Regions from separate parts of the Columba livia genome. Here region 1 is linked to region 2. Evidence: chromatin contacts called from public Hi-C data. All regions are on one chromosome and are shown on one strand. The core of a region is the stretch at or near the end of the contact, and the rest is flanking DNA. Distances in the headings are between cores, read along the strand shown. Region 1 has its middle 25 kb from the start of SMPDL3A. Region 2 holds the start of PKIB (cAMP-dependent protein kinase inhibitor beta).

Region 1 (6,881 bases), core at 1,375-3,874, 100 kb before region 2:
GAAACCTTTTACACTCTTTCACACCACACAACGTGTAACAAAGATGGAGTTAACCTTGCAGTGTTGTTCAATCACAGGGTAGTTATGAGGCAATGTTATGCAGTGCCTGTTAGTTTTAGGCCACATGAGGAAAAACGATTCTAACAGAGATGGAGAGGTCTGCATGCCACTTTAAAGACCACTGGTACAGTTCTGGTCCATCATCCTGGTCAGTGCTGATCAAAAAGATGAGATAAAAGTGGCGCAGATCAGAGGAAGTCTGAAACACTTGAGCTCCTGAATGTCTTGTATGCAATGAACATTTACATACTCCATTCTTGAGCCTGATCTTGATGTACATCCAATTCTTCTCCACATTGCAGTTTTCTCTAAAAGGAGACCCGTGTGCATGGGTGTTCTGGGTTTGCCTGGAATAGAGTTAATTTTCTTCCAGTAGCTGGTACAGTGCTGTGTTTTGGATTTAGGATGAGAATAATGTTGATAGCACACGGATGTTCCAGTTGTTGCTGTGCAGTTCTTACACTAAGTCAAGGATTTTTCAACTTCTCATACTACCCTGCCAGAGAGGAGGCTGGGGGTGCACAAGAAGCTGGGAGGAGGCACAGCCAGGCTAGCTGACCCAAACAGGACAAAGGGATATTCCATACCATATGACATCATGCTCAGCATATAAAACTGGGGGAAGTTGGTTGTGGGGGCAGCAGCCCCTGCTAGGGACTAGCTGGGCATTGGTCAGTGAGTGGTGAGCAATTGCATTGTGCATCACTTGTTTTGTGTATTCTTGTATCACTATTATTATTATTATTTTCCCTTTTCTGTCCTACTAAACTGCCTTTGACTCAAACTATGAGTTTTACTTTTTTTTCTGATTCTATCCCCTGTCCCACTGTGGGGGTGGGTGAGCAAACAGTTGTGTGGTGTTTTGCTACCTGCCAGGTTAAACCTCAAGAATAGGCTAGACAAGAACCACATTAAACGGTGCTCCAGGAAGAGGTTGGCTTTTGGGATTTTTTGCTTTTCCTCTTGTCCAAGAGAAGCCTGGGAAGGAATGATTGCCCCTATAAATACAGCAGAAGGCTAAATATTGGAAACAGGAAAGGCTAATTTAACTTATTCAACAATGTTGTCACAAAAACATACAGTAAAAGAGGGATGATTAAAAAAATGTGTCTGCAAATTAGAAGAGAGTTTCTGATAGTTCTCAGAGGTGTGCAGCAAACTATCTCAATACTCAAATAAATGCTTACATTGTCACTGTCACTAGCACAACTGCATTGCAGCCAAAAGAGATGCCCTAGGGTAGATGGGGCTTCTCCTAGCCACCCAGATGACATCCTCCTTATTGACATTTTAGAAGGAATATCACGTGCCGCAGAAATGGAGCAAGGGAACAAAGTGAGGCATGGAGGAGCACATCTGCCTGGAGAGTCCTAGAAGACCTCAGACTGTGCAAAGGTGTGATGTGGCACAGTCCAGCAGCACAAGCCTTCCAAGTGCTCACTGCCCCACAACCAAGCTCTGCTCTGGTTTTCAGAGGACTACAAGGTTGCTGCGTGCCTTCACAGTACAGACAGGCAAGCCTCCTAATCCCTCACAAAACTTGTTTCTCTCCATGATCACAGTTTCCCATGACAACAGTGTTTCTCCATAGGAACACTATGCCTGGCTGCCAAGAGATGGATGTTTGTGACCGCAGAAATTTCACAGGAGCTGGACTTGCCCCCAGCAGATGGGAATGGTCCAGGTGCTCATGGTGTGCAAAGTATATATGAAGCCTTCCCTTTCCCCAGTCCATTTTTCCACTTCTGAAAGAAGCAACAACCAAGACTCATTGCAAAGAGGAAAATTAAACTTCTTTTGAATTTCAAAACAGAACAAACAAGCTATCACTTTCTCTTGAGATAACATCAGCAGCTTGCAAAAACAAGGACAAGCTGTGCGTATGTACCCATCTTGAATTGGTGGGTGGAACAGAAAACTGGAACCACAAATGGACACTCTGTGTTACAATAATGTTTTTGAAAGAGAACTGGCTGCTGTGCTACTATATTGACACAGGGTCCCCAAATCAATTGTAGGGACATCACCCTGAGAAACAGGAATGAGGGATGCACTCTGACTCCTTGGTTTTCCCAGAAGCTGTCACAGGTCCTGCGGAGGAGCGGCTCCCTGGCACGGTGGGGGACTGTGGGGTGATTCCTCACCACGCCACGCTCATCCCACTCATCCCAATTACACACCCCGCTTTTGTGCCTCCCAGCTTGTGGAGGGTCAGAGAGCCCTGTGAGTTTCGTGGTTTTGTTCCCTTCATTACCATGCAGACAATATTCAGCTGTTCTCAAGGAAGGTCTGGGATCCCTGCTCTTTTCCCAGGCTTTCTTCTTGCTCATGAAAAGAGGAAAAACAACAAGGAGCCTGTTTGGCTCTGTCTGGCCGAGCTGTGGGCTGAGGGTGATGTAACGCCGAGCCCGGCGGTGACTGGCTGCAGCCAAACTGGTCATGCTCTGTCCAGGCATGGCGCGGCCCTCGCTGCCGCCCGCCTCACACCTCGGCCCCGCCACCGCACAAAGGCTCTGAGCGGGAGCATTCAAGGGCGAACAAAGAGCCAGCCAAGCGTGAAGCTTGAGGGGATCTCCCCCTCGGCACCGAGATGGCTCCCAGCCCTCACCCCAGTGCCTGCCCAGAGCTCTCGTGCTTCCCGTCTCATCCGGGGGGCACCCGCCTGGACCCACAGAGATGATGATGATGATGGTGACTATTATCTGGTGGAACATGGGTTTGTGAAATTGGAACTGGCGAGAGAAATAAGCAGAGAAGGAAGAAAACAAAATTGGTTTTGTTTCAGAGGATAGAGGAACAGGTCTCAACTAATGTAAATCAGCACAGTCTCGTTGCCTTCAGTGGCAGATATATTAAAATAAATATCAGCATGAAAGTTGGTCCATGATGTCAGATAACTGAAGGGAGTTTAACGTTACAACTGTTCCACAGTTCCTCGTTGGAAGTTCCTCGTTAGCAAGCTAAATGCCTACTATTTAAAGAGAAACATTTATTCAGTGGGTTTTGTCATCTTTTGACATTTCATTTTGCCTAAAAATACTATTTTCAAATTAAAAAAAAAAAAAATCCTTAGTCAAAATTTGGTGACTGCTTATGATTGACTTTTCAGTTTTAATTTTGAAAATGAGTTACATTCTTATAACTATTAGATTGCCACAGAAAGACAATAGTTCTCACGCTTGTTGTGTGATCTCACCAGACACCTGATATAGAAAGGTCTTATTAAATATTTGAGGTTCCTTCACAGTAGAGGGTAGTAAACACAGGATTTGTGTTTGTTAACTAGCTTTACATTTTCAGTGTTCATTCTGCCTTCACTTAGCCCATCAAAGACTGACTCCTGGGGTGACACATCCGAACACTTTGTTGCTCACAACAGTTGCAGCCTCTTGACAGATTCAGGGGAATGAAAAGCGACGGAAATTTGCAGCTCATTTTCAGAGGGGCAAGATTCTGAAAGCATATAACCAGATTTTTCCAAGAAAATACTAGACTTTAAGTGAAAGGAGAGAAGGAGTGGAAAGGATTAAGCACTCCATGTTATCTGAAACATCTCTCACCTTAAAACTTGATTGACTTCCAAAGTACTAGTCAATTTACCTTTCAGATGCAACTTCCCAAAACATGGTGTCAATTAAACTTGCATAATAGGTGTCTGTCAGCATGCAGTTTTATCCTTTTAAATGCCTTCCAGAGTCTGGAGTTTGAAACGTGCTGTATTTAAATTCAATCTAATTAAAGGTTGGAAATTAATTCATTAATTGTTAATTATAATGGAAATAAGTGCCCAGATACTTGATCTGCATGCCTTTATACTCATTAAAACATAGAGTGAAAGTACAAATAAACAGTAAAGCCCTACTAAGTAAAGCCATGCTTATCACCCAGCAACACAGATACTCATTTAAGAAAACCTTCCCCTCAAGTTTTTCATCAGCCTTTTTAAGTGCTTCCAAATACATTTGTAATCTTATTCCTATTTCAGGCCATTTCCCAAGAGTACGCAGCTGCTGTCTGTTTCTGCAGCTCAGAGGCACAAAGTGCATGCACATGAAGTGTAATGAACATTTTCCTTCAAGAGAACAGAAGTTGCTTTCTGGGTTGTTCAGCCTAGCTGGAGAATTCCATAAGCCTGCCACTGTATGCTTTTACACAAAATGGAGCTGGGAAAATAAATATTTAGGGTTGATTTTTTATTGAAAGGAAACAAAAAAACCCCAAAACACCTAGAAAATTGGTAAGTCTTCCCCCAAACAGTTTTCTTTGCTAGTGAATTTATCTTCATCATTAGACTGTTTTATTTTCCTTAAATAACAAGCTGTGATTCTTTAATAACAAGCTGTGATTCTGTGAATTATTAAAGAATCTCAGCAAAGCAGTGGATGTGGTCTACCTTGACTAGAGCAAAGCATTTGACACAGTCCCCCACAGCATCCTTGCTGCTAAACTGAGGAAGTGTGGTCTGGATGATCGGGTAGTGAGGTGGACTGTGAACTGGCTGAAGGAAAGAAGCCAGAGAGTCATGGTCAATGCGGCAGAGTCCAGTTGGAGTCCTGTATCTAGTGGAGTGTCTCAAGGGTCGGTACTGGGACCAGTATTATTCAATATATTCATCAGCAATTTGGATGAGGGAATAGAGTGTACTATCAGCAAGTTTGCTGATGACACCAAACAGGGAGGAGTGGCTGACACGCCAGAAGGCTGTGCTGCCATCCAGCGAGACCTGGACAGGCTGGAGAGTTGGGCGGGGAAAAATTTAATGAAATATAACAAGGGCAAGTGTAGCATCTCGCATCTGGGTAAGAACAACCGCAGGTTCCAGTATAAGTTGGGGAATGACCTATTAGAGAGCAGCGTAGGGGAAAGGAACCTGGGGGTCCTGGCGGACAGCGGGATGACCATGAGCCAGCACTGTGCCCTTGTGGCCAGGAAGGCCAATGGCATCCTGGGGTGTATTACAAGGGGGATGATTAGTAGGTCAAGAGAGGTTCTCCTCCTCCTCTACTCTTCCCTGGTGTCCAGTTCTGGGCCACTCAGTTCAAGAAGGACAGGGAACTGCTGGAGAGGGTCCAGCGCAGGGCAACAAAGGTGATTAAGGGAGTGGAGTATCTGCCTTATGAGGAAAGGCTGAGGGAGCTGGGGCTCTTTAGTTTGGATAAGAGGAGACTGAGGGGTGACCTCATTAATGTTTGTATATATATAAAGGGTGAGTGTCATGAGGATGGAGCCAGACTCTTCTCGATGACAACCAATGGTAAGACAAGGGGTAATGGGTTCAAACTGCAACACAAGAGGTTCCAGTTAAATCTGAGAAGTAACTTCTTCTCGGTGAGGGTAACAGAGCACTGGAACAGGCTGCCCAGGGGGGTTGTGGAGTCTCTTTCTCTGGAGACATTCAAAACCCCCCTGGACACTATCCTGTGTAGCCTCATCTAAGTATTCCTGCTCTGGCAGGGGGATTGGACTAGATGATCTTTTGAGGTCCCTTCCAATCCCTAACATTCTGTGATTCTGTAAAGACCTCTCTTGGTATTTTTAATCTCAGGGCTTTGCTCCTCACTGCTGCTAGTTAGAAAAGACTACAACTAGAAAAAGATGTTACCTGCAACCCTATGCTGTCAGGATTCTCATTGAGATTTAGCAAGTCACAGTTCAGCTTGATTTTACCTCACTGATAGAAACTGCTTGCCAAAACCACTGCCCAGCCATTAAATACCCCAAAGCTTAACAACAGTGACTTCTTCAAGGCTTGAATCTCTAACACTGTTCTGGGGGTTATCCAAAGTAATGTATCTAATGTATGTATTCCCTCATCCCCAGTTTTTCACCAGGTCCCCTATTTACTAAGCCAATAATTCCTTGAGCTATGTTTTTTGTTGTTTTTTTTTTTTAATTAAACACTTCAAGTAACATACAAAAAATATGTTCAGAGAGGAGGAAGATGAGGCCTGTACGCTGCCACAAGGCCTTTGTTTTTATCTACTTTGTGCAATACAATTGTCTTCTGTATTGTAACAATATTTCCTATGCAAAAACTACCCAGTTTTGATTCTGATAGTGACTGAAGAGCAGCAGAATAAACAGAAGATCTTGAGAACAGATTACATTCAAAGAAACCACAAAATACCTAAATAGGGCACTATGACACTTGTGAATCCTGGTTTGCTCTGGTAAAAATGTAAACATTGTTAAAAAAAAATAATAACAAAGGAGAAAAAGTAGAACTCTCTCAGGCCTCCAGAAAGAAAAAGAAGGTGTATATCTGTACTTGTATAAATATGTGTTTGGTTGTTTTTGTCTATTGCCAGGGAATAAACATTTCCAGTTCCAGAGAGGAAACCTTCACACTTCAGAAAGGCAGAAGGAAGAAGAGGCTTTTCATTCTGCTGTGAGATGCTGGGTTTTGTGCTTGTTTTGTGTGTGGGGACCCAAGCTTTCATGCTGATGGGGAAGTAAAATAGTTCTTTATGGAGTATTTTATAAAAGACTATTGGTCATTCCAGTATGAGTCTGAAGCAGAAGGGGAGGTCATGCACAAGAGAGGTTGTGCTTCAAGCCACACAAGGAATGGAGATTTGACTGTGGGAAAGGAGATTCGCATTCATGCAGACCCTGAACTTGGCCTTACAGAGTATGTAAGCGCTGCTTGTGCCCGCAGCGTCCTCTCGCTGAGCTCTACCACCTATAAAACAAATCCTGTAATGAAAGCAGATCACCTCATAATGCAGTCCTGGAAGGGGCTGATTCATCTAATATCTCTTGCTTACAAATGTACTGTGGGGTTACCATAGTTCAGGCAGCCTCATTAAAAGCAGTGCAAA
Region 2 (7,298 bases), core at 678-3,177:
AAATATGCTATTTTGCTTAAGTTTGTTACTGTCATGACATGTGTAAGACAAAATAGACTGGCCTCTATTCCAACAGGGTGTATTTCAAAATCAATCTATAGTATGAACTAAACCTTCACCCTAATGGTAAAGTGATTGCTTTTACAAGTTATTTGGATATTTCTAGTGAATTTTCAATGTATATTACTTCCATATAAGTCGTTTTGTCAACACACTGTAACATTTCACAAACATCATAACACAAATGTAAATTCAGCATTTCAAAGAGAATATTAATAATTGAAAACAATACACAAAAAAACAAACAAACAGAAAAAACCCAACACTTCTTCAGTGAGGAAATGTAACAAAGTCATAGTCTTTCCTTCAAGGTCTCTGTCCTGATCAAATGTTTCATCCAAACTGCTTTTTGCTGGCTACAAAAAGTGATAAAGTTATACTGGGTAATTCAACACACTGTATATATTTTCACATACATCAATGTGCCCCCAAAGACAGTGAGGATTTTCTTAGAATAACCAAAGTCTCATTATATTTAAAAGTTCAAACTTTTAAGAATCGGGTGTATCTGTACCAACCAAACAGTATGCTGTGGCTTATTTTATCTATCGCCTCGGGAGTATTTTGAATACTTTTCTTCATTCTTCCTTCACTAAAAGCACTTGCCTGCTCTCCAGAGTCCACAAATAACTTTTTAACAAATGCAGAGGAGCATCCATCATAACTGAATCAAGAAAAATTTCTTACTGCCAACATTTTGTCGCAATCAGAAAGAAAAATTCCTGTCTTGTGAGTGATCAAAGTACAAGGACATTCCTTGCAATCACGGAAAGATCAAAGTCAATGATATATTTTAACTGATTTTCTAGGGACATCTTTTGCATCAACAAACTGCATGTTAGTTGTTCATGACCTTGTCCACGTGACTTTAATTATGGACTTCACGTACAAAGGTTATTTTTCAGAGATGTATTTTAATATAACTAGAAGTGCCATTATGTAAATAAAGCTGATATTTTTACTCTCTACTCTTCATGTTCTTACCACTGATTAGTTTGACCATACAAACATAATTTCAGAAAGGAGATGATGTAGATAAAAATTGTGCCTGAAGCACTTTTGATTACTTTTCTGCCAGAGAAAAAGTCATTTTAGTTTCCTTCCTGATGACAGGCAGCCTATTCATTACACCTATTATCAGTTTCCCTAAGCACTTCCCTAAAGGTTAATACCTAACCTTAATAAAAAGTAAACCCGGTCGGTCAATCGTAGGGAAGCATCTAGGTCAGCGAGGCACAGAGAGATGATCCGTGACTTATCCGCGGTCACGCAGAACCCCTGGGACACGGTGGGACATGGGACCTCACGTCCCCAGGAGCACCCTGAGCAGCTGCTTTCTCTCTCCTCTCCCGCAGCACCCGGGCTCCCCGTCCCTTTCCCATGGGGGTCACGGCGGTGCCCAAAGCAAACGGCCGCTGCAGGGCCCCGGGTCGCTGAGGGTGCGGAACCGGGAGGGACGCGCCCGTTACCTGGACACTCCGCCCGGCCGGGGTTCGGCCACCCGGGAACGCTCCGTTCCCTCCCACGGCCCCGCCGCCCGGCACTGCCGCCGCCACAGCCCCTACAGGGTGTCCCCTGCCGGCATCCAGACGCGACGACCGAGCCACTGGCGCCGGCCACCGCCCGGACGGCAGCGGGACCCCGCCCTGCGCCGCTCCCCCTCCGCCCGACCCCCAACTTTCCCCGCGGCCGCCGGCCCCCCGCACTTACCCGGCGCCGGAGCTGCCGCTGCCGCGGCCGGCGGGTCTCTGCCCTTGGCCCGCTCTGCGCCGGGCGCCGCTGCCGTGCCGGGAGGCGGCGGGCTGCCGTGCCCGCCCTGCGGCCGCACCGCCCCCCCGTGCGCCCGTCCCGGCACGGAGCGGAGCGGCGCGGCGCGGGGGGGCCGGCGCTGCCCCCGGAGCGCATAAAGTGGCCGCAGCGGGGCAGCCCGGGAGGTGCCCAGCCTGACCCTCGGCGCTGGCATGGGGCAGCGCTCCCCAAAATACCGGGTGTGGGGCAGCCCAGTTTGGTGCCCCCCAGCTTGCCCCTGCAGCCGGGAGAGGGGACCTGGCCGGAGAACCCCCAAACACCGTCACCAAGCGTGGAGGGACATGCCTCCCGATGGTCCCTTGCCCGCTGTGGCCCTCCCAGGGGCAAAGAGCTGTTGCTCTGATGGGGCGAAGAGAGCAGGTCCCCGTTGCCCGGTCACCCAAAAACAGCGGGGAAAAATACAGCTCTTACCTGGAGCTTGCTCATTTTAGTGTCAGTGCTTCGGGTTACACTTTTTTTTTTGGCTACAGTCCCTGAAACTGCACCAGCAAAATGACACAGGGCATCCTCCCGCTCCTGCCCGACGCAAGCAAGAATTTGTCTGACAAATTCTCGTGTGAAAACAGTGCAAAAAGTTGTCACCTGGGTGCTGCCATTTGTGACCCTTTTTGGCTGCAAGTTTTATTGTACCTGGCGGTGAGGCCGTGGTGCAGCTGCACTGCTCTGTCATGAGACTTCTGGCCTCTGGGACGTGTCTTCATGCAGGAGCTTGGGAAAAAAATGCAATCTGGGCCTGAAATCAGCAGTATTTGCATTTATCCTCTTGAAATGTTGCCCTGTGAATAATATACCAAGCTCTGTGTCTTAATTATTGTGTTTCGGTGAGAACACAAAAATTAACATCTGGCGTTTTAGAGTCTATCAAGGCACGGTCACATTCCCTCCAGCTGGATGTGTAAGGCCATATTATACCTGACTGGGTCTAAAAGTTTTTTAAAAGAACTATACATTTTTGGCATTGGGTTTTAATATAGCTTTTCCATGTTGTACCAAAAAGGACGCTCAGGTAGCTATTTTGAAATCCCTTTAAACTGTTTGGAAAATCTCACTACAGCAAATCCATATTTATCTGAGCCATTTCCATATATCCAGTCATAGCCACATGACAAGGGAACACTGTTTTTTCCGTTTATACCTGATATTCTGAAAACTGGACAGATTCAGTTAAAGATGAGAATCATTATACCCGTGTTTTTCAGTGCTTACACTACAAACTACATCAAGATTTTCTATAATGTTTATTTATGATAACAAATAAAAGGAGCACAAGGTTAAAATTTTATTTTCTTTCAAACTGAAGTTGGAATTCCTGAACCTAAAATCCCTTGGGTTTACTTTTTACATTTTTCTGGTATGACCTAGAATACTTAGGATCTATCCTCAAGACTATTTAAGCCATATTATTACAGCAATTCAATTTACAATGGGAACTTTAAAATCCTAATAACTCAGATGATGACTTAGAATTGGTTGATTACCTTGCATTTTTATTAGATCCTTCCAAATGTCCTCTTAAAGTTTAAGAGCTCTAGTCTGGAGTCATGCCAACTCCCTCTAAACTATTTTTCTTAGAATATAATTTACTGTATCTCCTTTAATTATTAATCTCTTTGTCATTTATTTTATTATTTGGGCAGATGTTTTGATTTCTCAAAAAAACCCCACCTCCTTACGACTACTGTTTTTAGCTTAATGACAAAAATTAATGGCAGATGTCTTAAATTTTGTGGGTTATAAGAAAGGTTTATTCACAAGAATGAACCAGCAGTTACTCTCCCATGAAGCTAGTATTTATACTATAGATTTACATTCAGCAGCTTATTTTTCCTGCAGAAACTGGAATTCGGCGTACTGATCACCTACAGGGCATGATTTGTGTGAGGACACATGGAAAGAAGAACACACCGAACGACCATACTTATCACCATTACTTCTATTAGTGCCAAAATACAGTCCTGGACTTAGCTTGGTCACATTGTGTTAAGGCCTTGACATGTTTGTAGCCCACCTGGATGTCAAAACCCAACCTGCGTCTTCCTTCAGGCTGATGTAGTGGTCATACTTCTGAGGTAGCAAGAGCTGCTGCTCACCTTTCCTCATGCAGCCGGTGTCTGACGTGTACAGGTGGGATTTCATGTGTGGTGTTTGGTGGGGAGCACTTCAGACACCTGTTCTGAATTAGACCTAACACGGATGTTTGCAAGAACCTCAGATGCCAATAAGTGAGATGGTTACAATAAGTGAGAAGTTCTTCTTCAGACTTGTGCAGGTTCCCACTGTGGCACTGAGAAAAATAATTTCTGCAAGCCTTTCACAAGGTACATTAGTGATGTTCAGTAGTGGAAAGCTGTTTTGAAGCAGCTGGGATTGACGTGTTTTCTGCTGTGAGTGTGCCTTGACAGAAACATGGAACATCCTACTTAGAGTCAAAAGAGGTTTTCTATTCCCTTTCTTTATTACAAACTACTATATCTTTGATTTATTTTAAATTTTCCCTTCTTGTAGCAAAACCAATGTCACTTGAAAAGCACGTTTTATATCCATAAGACTTGCTGAGAAACTTTTCATGTTGTACTTCTGTGCAGTTTATATATTTTTAGACATCTGGAGTCAGCCAAATAGAAGGTACTAAATGTTGAAAAGGGCTCTGGAGGGTGTTTGTATTTGAGGCAATCCACTTCAAAATATCCTAAAGAATAGTATCAGTTGGCACATGAACAACTCCGAACTAACAGGGAAGCATCAACCTACCTTTTGTGGAAGGAAGCCCTGCCTCCTTGCCATCTGTTGAAGGCTTCATCAAACTCCATCATATGTAAACGATCCACTCTATACGGTTGCTTTTAAATACCATTAATGCTTCTGTCAAGGTCTTTTAGGAAAGACCTATGACAAGCTTTATAAAGAAACTCAGCTATCTTGAGACTAAAAGGATGAATAACTACTTGAGGGCGCATCATGGGATATTAAAGAAAATGGTCCAGATGCAACTTCTGTCTCACAACACAAGAGGCACTGAATGAAATCCTCAGAAGGTGGGTTTGAAACAAATAAAAGGAAGTACTTGTTCCACATGGCACATTATGAAATGACACTTTGCCCACATAATCAGAGAATAATGTAGAGACAAAAATCATAAATGGGTAAAAAAATGCAAATTATGGAAGAATTATCCATCAGGTGCAATTAAACACAAAAATTCAGATTTCCAGTTCTATGTATGTGTAAGGCCTCTAATAAATGACCAAAAGGATAAGACTTATAACAGGCTACAGAACCAGAAAGCAAGTGCATCATCTGCATCTCAGCTCCCTGCAGCTTTAGCACCCGCAGTCTTTGTGCTCACCCAGGGAAAGCTCAGACTCAGAAGACATTCAGAAATCTTCTTGAGGAGAATGTTAGTCAAAAAAGATATTTCAGTAGGAACACTAGAATTTTTATTTCTTTATTTACCAGGGTTTTTTTTTTTTTTTGTTAAAATACTGACAGCATTGTGTGGAGCCCCTTCTAGTTTGCTTAGCACAATTACTGTAAGTGGTAACGTCTTTTTCTTGTACCCTCATGTTGATCAAAACCAGGAGAGGGCATCCAACATATTGGCCTCAAGCAAGCAGCCTCTAAATTAGTACGAAGAAAGAGCCAACTCCACAGAAGCTGAAAGCAAGTATGAAGCAAAAATCGAGTTTCTGGTTCATGAGGTTACATGTATGGATGCAAATAGACACAAACTTCCACATGCAAGTGTTCTGTCTTCTGTGACACAGCACCAGGCTTCATATCTCACTGTGACCTAGAGCAGAACTGACAGCTACACATGGGCTTTGAAGTAAAGCTCTCTAAGAAGAAGGGAGGAGATTGCATTGCCTAGATTCGGAAATGTCTACCCAGAGGATCTGCAGATGAAATGTGTGCTCATATCAGAATGACAAAGCCAGGGTTTGAACAGAGATTATGCTTTTTCAGCTTGGAGTTGGGACTGACAGGTTGCATGTGAGATGTGCCCTGCAGACATCCAGCTCTTGCTTCCTACCCTTCTTCATCTCCAGGCTCCCACACACATTAATAAAGGGATTAGAGCATTCAAATAGCCTGGTTACAAAATTCTATTGAAACATAGATACTGATGCAAATTGTACAGCCTGTTGGCACTGTATGAATCATGCTGGGCCTAGAATGAGTCTACATTAATTCCAAGTGTGCTGTATTTCCATTTCCAAACTAGTTCTCTTTTGATATTCATATTGCGAGTTGCCTTCATCTAGATTCTTTTTCGTTTTGCAATTTTCCTTTCATCTGTTAATGCTCATGCCAAATCACTGTATACACAGCTAATATCCAAAGCTTCCCTTGTGGTCCTCTGTGTTTGATCACGAGTTCTTCCAAAGGAATGTAAACAATGGCAATCAGAAATCGAATAAAGAAAGAGGCATCTCTTGTGCTAGTGTTACAGACAAATTCTTATTAGAAACAGAACTAAAAGACTCAGGAAAGGGTCCATTCCCACTGTAAAGTTGCTTTTTTGCATCCCGGGTATACATACAGTTGTCTTGTGTCCTACCATTTTGGTCATTGTCACTTCTTTCGTATCAAAAGCCTGTGCTACCCTTTGAAGCCTATTCCTGCTTTCTAAGGGAAAACAAGCTGTTTCCATGTCATCTCCATGGAGAACACAGGCCCACGTGTAGCCTCACCTGTAGCACACACATCGTGCCATCAGCAGCTGTCTTCTCTCCAAAGATCAAAGAAGGCAGACAAGTCGGGCTGGTGATACTGCTACTGAGGAGGCTGCTCGCTGTGGTGGCTGCTGTGATGAAGAGCCATATTCAGGTGATACACTTGAGAGTGGCTATGCATTTATCAAGTCAGACATAACTTTGGTTAATCTAGTACCTATGGGGATTAACAGGAAAAATACATGAAACCCTACATACTGCAGCAGCTATCACAAAGTCTCTACATTTTTGTTTGATCATTGCTACCAAAAATTACAAAACCACTTGTAACAAATACAGTTGATCATAAATCCCTGGCATAGCCTGCTGGGTGTAAAGTTCATTAAAAGTCATATTCATTTAACAAATTACTGTCATCGCCAGATGTGTATATCCTGAGGTGCAGTTTAATGTATGTCAGATACAGCCAAAATGACAGGATAAATGGTGATTAATGCTTAGCTGACTATTTCACAAAGCATCACACTAAGTAAAGGTGAAAATATGAAATAAGGGAGAAAAAAAAAATGTTCAAAAAATACAGAGAATTGCAATGTGTTTGCAGTCATTCCCCAGGCTATGTTTCCATGTTTCTCCCAGCTGGGGAGATCCTTTTCAGATCAACAAATAGACAAACATTTTGTTCTGAAGTGATAAACCACCGCAACAGAGCTCCAAGTCCACTCCCAAAAAGACAATGGAGGCAAGGTAGAGTCT

What was found. A called contact is a pair of places that touch in the nucleus more often than the background predicts.
Region 1: a contact with region 2 is called in a Hi-C map of crop, with 2.3 times the contacts expected there. The contact joins the enhancer-like site here to the promoter of PKIB in region 2. A contact is called at or near these places in 2 of 2 Hi-C or Micro-C datasets (crop and liver).

The regions. Positions count from the first base shown.
Region 1 is chr3:54,255,489-54,262,369 of bColLiv1.pat.W.v2, reverse strand. No RefSeq gene overlaps it. Among named protein-coding and RNA genes, the nearest start is that of SMPDL3A, 25 kb to the right of the region's middle. Within about 2 kb of position 2,624, at least 1 of the 3 cell types and tissues checked has an H3K27ac peak away from gene starts, as active enhancers do.
Region 2 is chr3:54,154,094-54,161,391 of bColLiv1.pat.W.v2, reverse strand. PKIB (cAMP-dependent protein kinase inhibitor beta) reads right to left here and starts at 1,927. Exons shown (of 3, transcript XM_065056772.1): 1 at 1,771-1,927.